3 separate regions of the Mus musculus genome follow, and regions 2 and 3 are each linked to region 1. A link is a contact called in public Hi-C and HiChIP or PLAC-seq data. All regions are on one chromosome and are shown on one strand. Each heading gives the region's core, a stretch centred on a gene start, on an enhancer-like site or on the middle of the called end of the contact. The rest is flanking DNA. Distances are from core to core; before and after follow the strand shown. Region 1 overlaps Zfpm1 (zinc finger protein, multitype 1). Region 2 overlaps Banp (BTG3 associated nuclear protein). Region 3 overlaps Banp (BTG3 associated nuclear protein).

Evidence for each region. A called contact is a pair of places that touch in the nucleus more often than the background predicts. HiChIP or PLAC-seq counts read pairs in DNA pulled down with a chosen protein or histone mark.
Region 2: an H3K27ac HiChIP or PLAC-seq map of the HPC-7 cell line shows a contact between it and region 1, with 6 times the contacts expected there. The contact joins two enhancer-like sites. A contact is called at or near these places in 15 of 484 Hi-C or Micro-C datasets (the C10 cell line, the MC38 cell line, Sertoli cells and 9 more), 6 of 115 datasets of contacts at active chromatin or transcription factors (the HPC-7 cell line, differentiating embryonic stem cells, embryonic basal ganglia and 3 more) and 1 of 9 other capture datasets (adipose tissue).
Region 3: a Hi-C map of bone marrow-derived macrophages shows a contact between it and region 1, with 21 read pairs. The contact joins two enhancer-like sites. A contact is called at or near these places in 1 of 484 Hi-C or Micro-C datasets (bone marrow-derived macrophages), 5 of 115 datasets of contacts at active chromatin or transcription factors (bone marrow-derived macrophages, embryonic basal ganglia, embryonic forebrain and 2 more) and 1 of 9 other capture datasets (embryonic stem cells).

What each region holds. Positions count from the first base shown.
Region 1 is chr8:122,314,477-122,317,027 of GRCm38.p6, forward strand. All of the region lies in intron 3 of Zfpm1 (zinc finger protein, multitype 1), which reads left to right. Among named protein-coding and RNA genes, the nearest start is that of Gm46056, 29 kb to the right of the region's middle. RefSeq lists an enhancer at 462-718. Within about 2 kb of position 1,280, at least 55 of the 459 cell types and tissues checked have an H3K27ac peak or open chromatin away from gene starts, as enhancers often do. A contact at or near this core is called in the HPC-7 cell line and bone marrow-derived macrophages, where this site is marked.
Region 2 is chr8:121,965,839-121,968,389 of GRCm38.p6, forward strand. All of the region lies in intron 1 of Banp (BTG3 associated nuclear protein), which reads left to right. Among named protein-coding and RNA genes, the nearest start is that of Mir7237, 11 kb to the right of the region's middle. Within about 2 kb of position 1,288, at least 100 of the 459 cell types and tissues checked have an H3K27ac peak or open chromatin away from gene starts, as enhancers often do. A contact at or near this core is called in the HPC-7 cell line, where this site is marked.
Region 3 is chr8:122,019,279-122,021,829 of GRCm38.p6, forward strand. It overlaps Banp (BTG3 associated nuclear protein), which reads left to right. Exons shown (of 14, transcript NM_016812.4): 12 at 1,241-1,366. Among named protein-coding and RNA genes, the nearest start is that of Mir7237, 43 kb to the left of the region's middle. Within about 2 kb of position 1,278, at least 65 of the 459 cell types and tissues checked have an H3K27ac peak or open chromatin away from gene starts, as enhancers often do. A contact at or near this core is called in bone marrow-derived macrophages, where this site is marked.

The sequences.
Region 1 (2,551 bases), core at 30-2,529:
TGACACATGCTATGTGTCCTGCCACACATCTTGGGGTTGAGGACCTCATCTGAGTGAGCAGCAGCTACAATGGCAGCCAATCACCAAGGGACAGAAAAGTGGCCAAGACATGGGGATGTAGCTATGTGGTCCAGTGCCCAGGACTCTCGCAGAGTTCTTTCTGACTCCTGATGAATGGTCCAAAGGCACAGCTGGTGTAACAGCATCAGGAGAAGTAGGAGACCAGGTGTGACAGATGGGTCTGCTCTGGGAGCAGGTCCCATTGGCTGTTGTGTGGGTAAAAACAGAGCCCAGACGAATTCTCAAAAGACACGAGAGTATACTCTCCAGGCAGCAGGAGGCACTGTGGTACCCCATTACAGATGTGGAAACTGAGGCAGACAAGATGGACAGCTCTGGGGAGAACTGAGCAGGCCTCTTGGGAGAGTCCATTGCCTACCACAAAGTCTCATCCCAAGGAGCTCTCAGTAGACACTGTAGGCAGTGGACAGACAACAGGACATCCAGTGGGAAGTGCAGGTGGAGCCCGAGAGGGGCCCCAGGCCTGGCTGCCCACCACGTGTGGCCCACTGACCTCACCCCCTTCCGGACTTGCTGTCTGTGGCCAGGGCAGGCTATCTCGGTGGCGGCACTAATCAAGTCACTTCCTTCTCCGCCCTCCCACCAGCTTCCTGCCTAGCTAGCAGCCCCACAGCCGGCCCCGACATCAGCCAGGCAGGTCCCAGCCTTGCCAGGGGAGCTACAACCATTGTCTTCCAGCAGTGTCCCTCCTGTCCCCTCCCTGGTTATAAGGTCGACATGGGCTGTGTGTTCGGTGAGGAACAGCTGTTGTCACTGAGGCCGTGGTTAATGGTGCCACCTGTGTCACCAGTGCTGCTGCTCTGAGCCCCAGCGTGTGACTGACTTTAACACTGCCGCTGGCTTACTGGCCACAGGTACCCTAACTGTGGCCATTGCTGGTAAATTGTTCTTGCTAGCAACATCACCACAGGTGTGAGAGCCAGCTCTGACTGCCACCTCACTTGCTATTTTCTGGCTGTCATGCCCCATCCTGGCTAGAGTTACATTTGCCCCAGCCATTTCTACCATGACCAGAGTACCTAGTAGAAATAAGATGGGGTGGCCCTGGCTTCTATCCCCATTCCTCTCATTTTGACTGGTAGCCGTGATTTCCTCATCCAGAGAGCTTCCGTTTCTCAGGGTGACTGCTGTAAGGCGGAGCAGGCAAAGTGGGTAAACTTGCACTTCCCTGTGCCCACGGCTAGGATCCATACAGGTCCAGGGTCCAGCCACGGTGCTGAGTCGCACGGGTACTGGGACGCACGGGTACTGAGACATACAGGTACTGGGACATACTCCCTCCTCTCTCTTGCTGTCCCACAAGGGAAACTGAGGCAATTCTGCTTACTTGTGGGTAGCACTGCCCTTGTGTGAGCAGCATTTATGAGACCCTCCTGTGAGACCCAAGATGGGAGCCAGGAAGCAACCCCCACCCACCCCCTGCCAGCCCTGTGACATTGCTGTTCTTTGAGAGGCACCCCTTCCCCATAGCCACAATGGCTCCTTATTTATTTATTTATTTATTACCTCTCTATCTCTGTGCGTAACTTTTGATTTCCTCGCTGCGTTTTTTCCATTATGGAGGCGGTGGACGCAGCCGATAAGATCGGTCCCCAGAGATGGGACAAAGGGGCCGCCGTCGGCTCGAGGGCTGGTCATATCCTGCACGCAAGGGCCCAGCGCGGCCTGAGATGAGGCGAGATGCTATCATACCTTATTGTGTCTCATGGGGGCTCTGCCCACCCGGCCCTGCCCCCAGCTGGGCTATCTGGGTCCTCTGGAATCACCACAGGCCTTGGATTCGTCCTTCAAGCCACCAAGCCCCCGTGTCCTCTACACATATCTGGTGCTATGGGGTGACTTGGGGACCACTAGCCAAGGCCTATCATAGTCCTTTGCTGCCTAAGCAGAGACTTGACAGAGCTCTGGGAATTTATCCAGAAAGCCAGGAGTGTGGACAGCAGATCGGTGAGGATGGCCATTGTAGTGAAGCCAGAGGACACTTCTGACCTTAAAAATTTTCTACAAGAGCTGGGCAGTGGTGGCACATGCCTTTAATCCCAGCACTTGACAGGCAAAGGCAGGTGGATCTTTGAGTTAGAGGCCAGTCTGGTCTACAGAGTGAGTTCCAGGACAGCCAGGGTTACACAGAGAAACCTGATCCTGGGGCAAAAAGAGTTACAGAAGAGAGCAGAAGTCGTTCTAACAGATGCAGACCCCACAGGATGCTGTAAGAAGTCCCTGAGCCCAGCAGGCTTGACCAACATGCTCCACTGACACTCACAGAGCCACCAAACTGCAGAGTCTCCCAAACCCAGGTCACGATGTATTCTAGGTCACTTGTAGATTGTGGGAAGGTGGGACAGGTGCCCCGGGACAAGCTCCAATGCCCAGCCACCGCTGGCTGCCCAGTTCCAGGCCAGCAGGGAGCTGCCGCAGGAGACATGGATGTAGGTCAGGACCAGCCTGCTTTGTGCTCCCCTTTCCTGAA
Region 2 (2,551 bases), core at 38-2,537, 350 kb before region 1:
GAGTTTATGCAGTTATTCAGTGCATACAGTGCAGGCTTGGAGACCAGAGCATAGGCACAGGTGCTGTGAAGACGTAGTCTATGGTTTGTAATTAATTTAGTGTGTGTGCTTGAGATAGAATCTCATAGTGTAGCCCTATCTTGCCTAGGACTTTCCATGTAGACTAGAGTGGCCTTGAATTCACAGAGATCTGCCTGCCTCTACTTCCCAAGGGCTGGGATTACAGATGTGGTGCCACCTTGCCTGGTTTTGGTTTTTATTGAAATGTAATAATGTTAATTTTTGTGGGGCTGGCATAATTGTATGTACTAATGAGGCACGGTGTGACTTTTCCACACAGTGTACTGTCAGCACTGGCCAGCCTAGGGTAAACGGGTTCACCTTACCAGTGGGTTCTCAGTGGCAATGCTGATGTCATACTGGTATCTGTGTCTGGCATGAACATTGGCCCTGTATCAGCTGCAGGATGCCTTGGAGAGGGCCGTTCAGTTGCTCACAGGCTCTCAGCTTTCAGCAGTGCCTGGGAGGCAGATGCTTAGCAAAGCAGATCTTTATGAAGTATAGTAAGCCAGAGGAAAGTGCTTGTCCATAAAGCAGGACCCGAGACCAGGGGGGTGGGTGCTGGTGTCCTTCAGACATGATTTAGTGTCAGCGAAGAACCTGTGTGGGAACAGAAAACACGTGGGAAAGGGTGAAGGGGCCGTCTGACTGGAAGAGACAAGGCTGGGGGTGGAGGTGGGATAACTGGATAGGTCCAGTGAGTGAGCAAGGAAGAGAGCCCAAGATGGATGCTGCTGGTCTACCTGCTGAGGACACAGAAACTCTTCAAGCCACTGCAGCATGAGCCCAAGAAATCTTGTCTGTCTCTGATGTGGCTCTTGAGCTGCTGTTGAGAGCTCTGGAGCAGAAGGCGGAAAAAACCCTGGAAAACTGCACATGAATCCAGATGTTAGGTGATGCCTGGGTGCAGTCAGAGCCTGAGGCGGAACCTGTAGGAGAGAATAAACCTCCCAGGCCCAAGCTTTGGCCCAAGCAGCTGGGGAACAAGGGCCACTGCCAACGGGCGAGGTGCCGGGGGAGGGCTGTGAGCTGTACCTGGGACAAGGAGGGACCTGTGCTGAAAGAGTGCTGTGTGGTAGGGGTGTGAGTGACAAGAAGCTGAGCACCAGGCCTTCAGTGCCCATTGAGCAGTGGGTCTTGCCCTGGCTCCCTGCAGGGAGGGAGTTGATTGGGAGCAGGCAGAGACCTAAGAACAATGGCCTGGGGAATAGCCCTGCAGGAAGCCTAGGCACAGTGTGTGTGGTATAGGGCCAGCCCTGCTGGAGAGAAGCCACGGTCCTAGAGCTGGAGCAGCCTGGTAGGAAAGACTGACACTCAGGGGGCTCAGGAACAGCAAGGAGGGAGCAAATGGAGGGAGCACTGAGTGCCCTGGAACACTTGGCACCCTGGAGGGAGGCCTGGGGGTGGGGCAGGAAAGCAAGGCCATCTGTGGGGCCCTGGTAAGGGCCAGTGGAGGTAGTGTGACTGACACACACACTAGTCCAGGAGTTCTGAGGAGTTCAGTCAAGGTGCAGGGAGGGGCTGGGGATGGGGCGGGGGCTGTGGTGAGATGGGTTAAAGAGGGCCTCACTAGATAATTAGACTGGGGCTTAAGCCTCTAGGTTCAACAACCAGCGCTGGGGAAAATGTTTGAGGTACTGTTGGGATTTGATGCCTGTGCTAACTCTGCATGGAACTACTCTGACCTAGAGACACTAAGCAACCAATAACTAATTAGTAAGTCCTGCGGAGGTACGCCACTCAGATCCTGGGATCTCTGCCTCCCCGAGGGAGGCAGCTTAGGTTTAAGGTGTTCTACCCAACCCCCAGGTACTGCCGTGCCAGCTTATAGGTACAGGAAGACATACATGTGCAGTTCCTACACACTGACCTGGGACTTCCAACTGGTGTGCCTTTCTGTGGTGTATTGGGGTAGCATGATTAAATCATTCTTTCATGTTAACACGTGGTGGGGCCACCCCTCACCTTGCTGTACCCCTGCTGAGTGCTTGGGCTGTGGCTTTGGTGGACTGCACTTTTTCCACGTGCACCCTGGAAGCTTCAGCACTCTAAATGGTAATTGCAGTTGGAGTCTTTATTGAACATTAGTCTTAGTCCAGCTGTTTTATTACATTAGGACTGGATTCTCCCCAGGCCTTCTGAGAAATGGCAAAGCTAATTTGCCAAAATGGCAACTGCGTGCATGTCTCTCTGTTCCAGTTTTCTTGGGCTGCTTGCCCTAGTTTTTTTTTCTATTGAAACCTTCACTGTTAGCAGAATTTTAAATGTTTTTATCCTGGCAACAGGAGCATTTGGATAAACAGCGAGGAAGGAGGGCAGTGGTGTCCTTGTTTGGAGGAGGTCAGAGTTCAGGGTTTTATAGTCGGTCCAGAGTGTTTTCCTAAGCCATTTGCAGAGCTTTTAGGAAGCAGGAAGGTGCCGGGGTTGGGCATTTAAAAGCCTCTTCCACTGGCCCCTTAGGAGAGGCAGGCACAGCTCATGGAATCTCTGG
Region 3 (2,551 bases), core at 28-2,527, 300 kb before region 1:
TCCAGTGTTGCTGGAGTCTCTGGAGCCTTGTTTGTGGGCTGTGTGGTTAGATGCCATGTGTCCTCCTCCCTGCCCTGCCTGCCATCTCTGGCTCCCAGCTGTCTTCCTACAGTGTCCTTGTGGCTGTCATAGCTCTCACCTGAGAGTAGCATTACCAGTGACACCTTACTTAGCTTGTCTCATGTAGCTCTGGCTGGCCTCCAACTCACTTAAATAGCCAAGGCTGGCTTTCAACTCTGCTTCTCCCTATCAAATGCTAGGATAATCAGCCATCATGTGTGGCTTAAAGGTGCTTGTTTTGTTAAATGCCTCGGAAACTCCTTCTGGTGCTGGAGGCAGACTCAGGAATGGCCCACACAGCAGAGCAGGTGTTTGTCTTCCCCTGTTGCTGGAGGAGGAATGGTCACTAGTATGACAACTCCTGAGAGTGGACCAGAGGCCCACGGGGCAGGCCCAAGAAGCATGGCTAGAACTGGACACTTTGAGGGACGGCCAGGCCTTCCTGGCAAGTACCCTCCTAGTGAGTATGATGATGGCACCCTGACACGTATCTTGATCTCTTCATCACAGCAGCCAGCCAAGGTGATGGCTCACCAGCTCCTCCCTACAGCTGAACCAGATGTGGTCAGATCCCGTAGCCAGGATCCAGGCCCCACAGCCTCCTCACTGGGAGACAATTTGTAAGCCAGGCCTGGTAGCTTCTAGTCTTTGAAAGCCATGACTTTCTAAGCTTTTTTCCAGCTGGGAATCTTGCTTCCATTCATTGATTGGTTGGTCAAGTTACACCTTTGTCTTAATATTGCAAATTCAGGTTTTCCTACAGTATAACACCTCACGTCTCAGCAGCTTCGCGTTTCATATAGAAAGTGGTTTTCTTGGCAGTGCTGGTAGGACAGCGCTGCTGAGCAGGGAGGGTGTTGTTTGCTACAATCAGCACAGCAGAGTTTTCTGGGAAACTGGTTCTGTGATTGCAAGAGTTTCCTTAAATGCAACTGCAGCTACTTTAAATTCATCATGGAGGAACCTGTAAAAATGTAACATGATTGGGGAACTGGTTATGTCATAACTCCTAACTTGGGGTTTCCAAATGTGGCCTGGCTTCTGAGTTACCAGGAGATAGCAAACCAGGCAGCCACAGTGTATCAGCACCTCTCCTTTTCCTACCTCTTCCCCACAAGGTGGGATCTGTGGCTTGACAAGTCCCTGCAGAGCCTATAGCCCCCATTCTGATCTCTTCCAGTCGTGGGGCCTGTGCCAGAATCCCATTCCTGTCAGCGGTGACTCAGTGGCCCAGGCTAATCCCTCCCAGCTTTGGCCTCTGGGAGGAGACACACTTGATCTGCCTGCTGGAAATGAAATGATCCAGGTTTGTAAGTGTTTCTTGTCGGGAGATGTGGGTGGCCTGACCAGTGTTTTCCAGGGACCTTGAAAGAAGGGTCAGGTCAGAGCTCTGGACAGCAGGCACGTCCTGCTTGCCATAGGTCCTTACAGAGCCTGTGCCACACACTAAGCCCAGGCTTACAGAGGCTGCCACAATGACTGCCACTGTCTATGCTGAATCCCACAGAGGCCTGAGGCTAAGAGCTTGCTTGGGCAGCCAGAGACATCAGAGTGGAGGTGCATGTTAGGGGTTTGGCATTGCTGACAAGGTCACTGTGAACAGGCATGGACTTTACATGCAGATGTGTGCATGTGCACATCTATGACCACATGTGTCTTAAGACATGTGTATAGGCATACGAAACAATTGATGGCATATGAAGACATATGGCTTGATGAATGGCCATTAAGTCAGGCCCATCTGCTGAGCTTGGAGCCTTCGTCCCACGGAGCCTTTCATTCTTGGAGACAGGGCCATTCTGCTATTGCAGCAGTTCTGGTGTTTGTGTCCTTTCCTTCCTTCTGAAGCTGCTGCTTCTGCTGTTCAAGGAACCCCCCCCCCCTCCCACTGCCTGTCCTTGGGTTACCCTGGTGGATGGCCCAGGGTAGGTCAGGGGAGACAGCCAGGTACACGTGGGCCAAAGATCCTCCATAGACACTGTCCTGTCTGTTTGACCTCAGGTTCTTGCAGTGAGACTAGGAAGCTCCGGGGACTCAGATGCTGTGTGGGAAATGTTCATCTGTCTGTAGAGCATGGCTTCGCTAGCCTGCAGGGTTGGCAGAGAAGCATGTGGGACCCAATAAGATCCACAAGAACTGCTGAGTAAAGAGAGCAGGAGGTATTCTGGGTAAATGCAGGGGAAGAGAGAGCCCAAGCTGCCCTGCCTACCCATGAAAGGTCAAGAGTCTGGAAGAGCCAAGGCTCTAACCAAGTCTGCCACCAATGGCCGTCCCCAAACAGGAGCTCTTGCTTGCTCTTTCCTAAATATAAAATTCTAGGTTTTGTTTCACGTTGACCTGCTTGGTCAGATGAAGCAGAGCACCAGGCCTGGAGAAATGTAGTTCTGAGCACAGACGATGACCTTGCCTACAAGTCAGTGTGAAGGAGAAACCCAAGGGCTCTGTCAGTGACTCTTAGAAGACTGGATCATTGTACTCTGTTCAGGCTTTT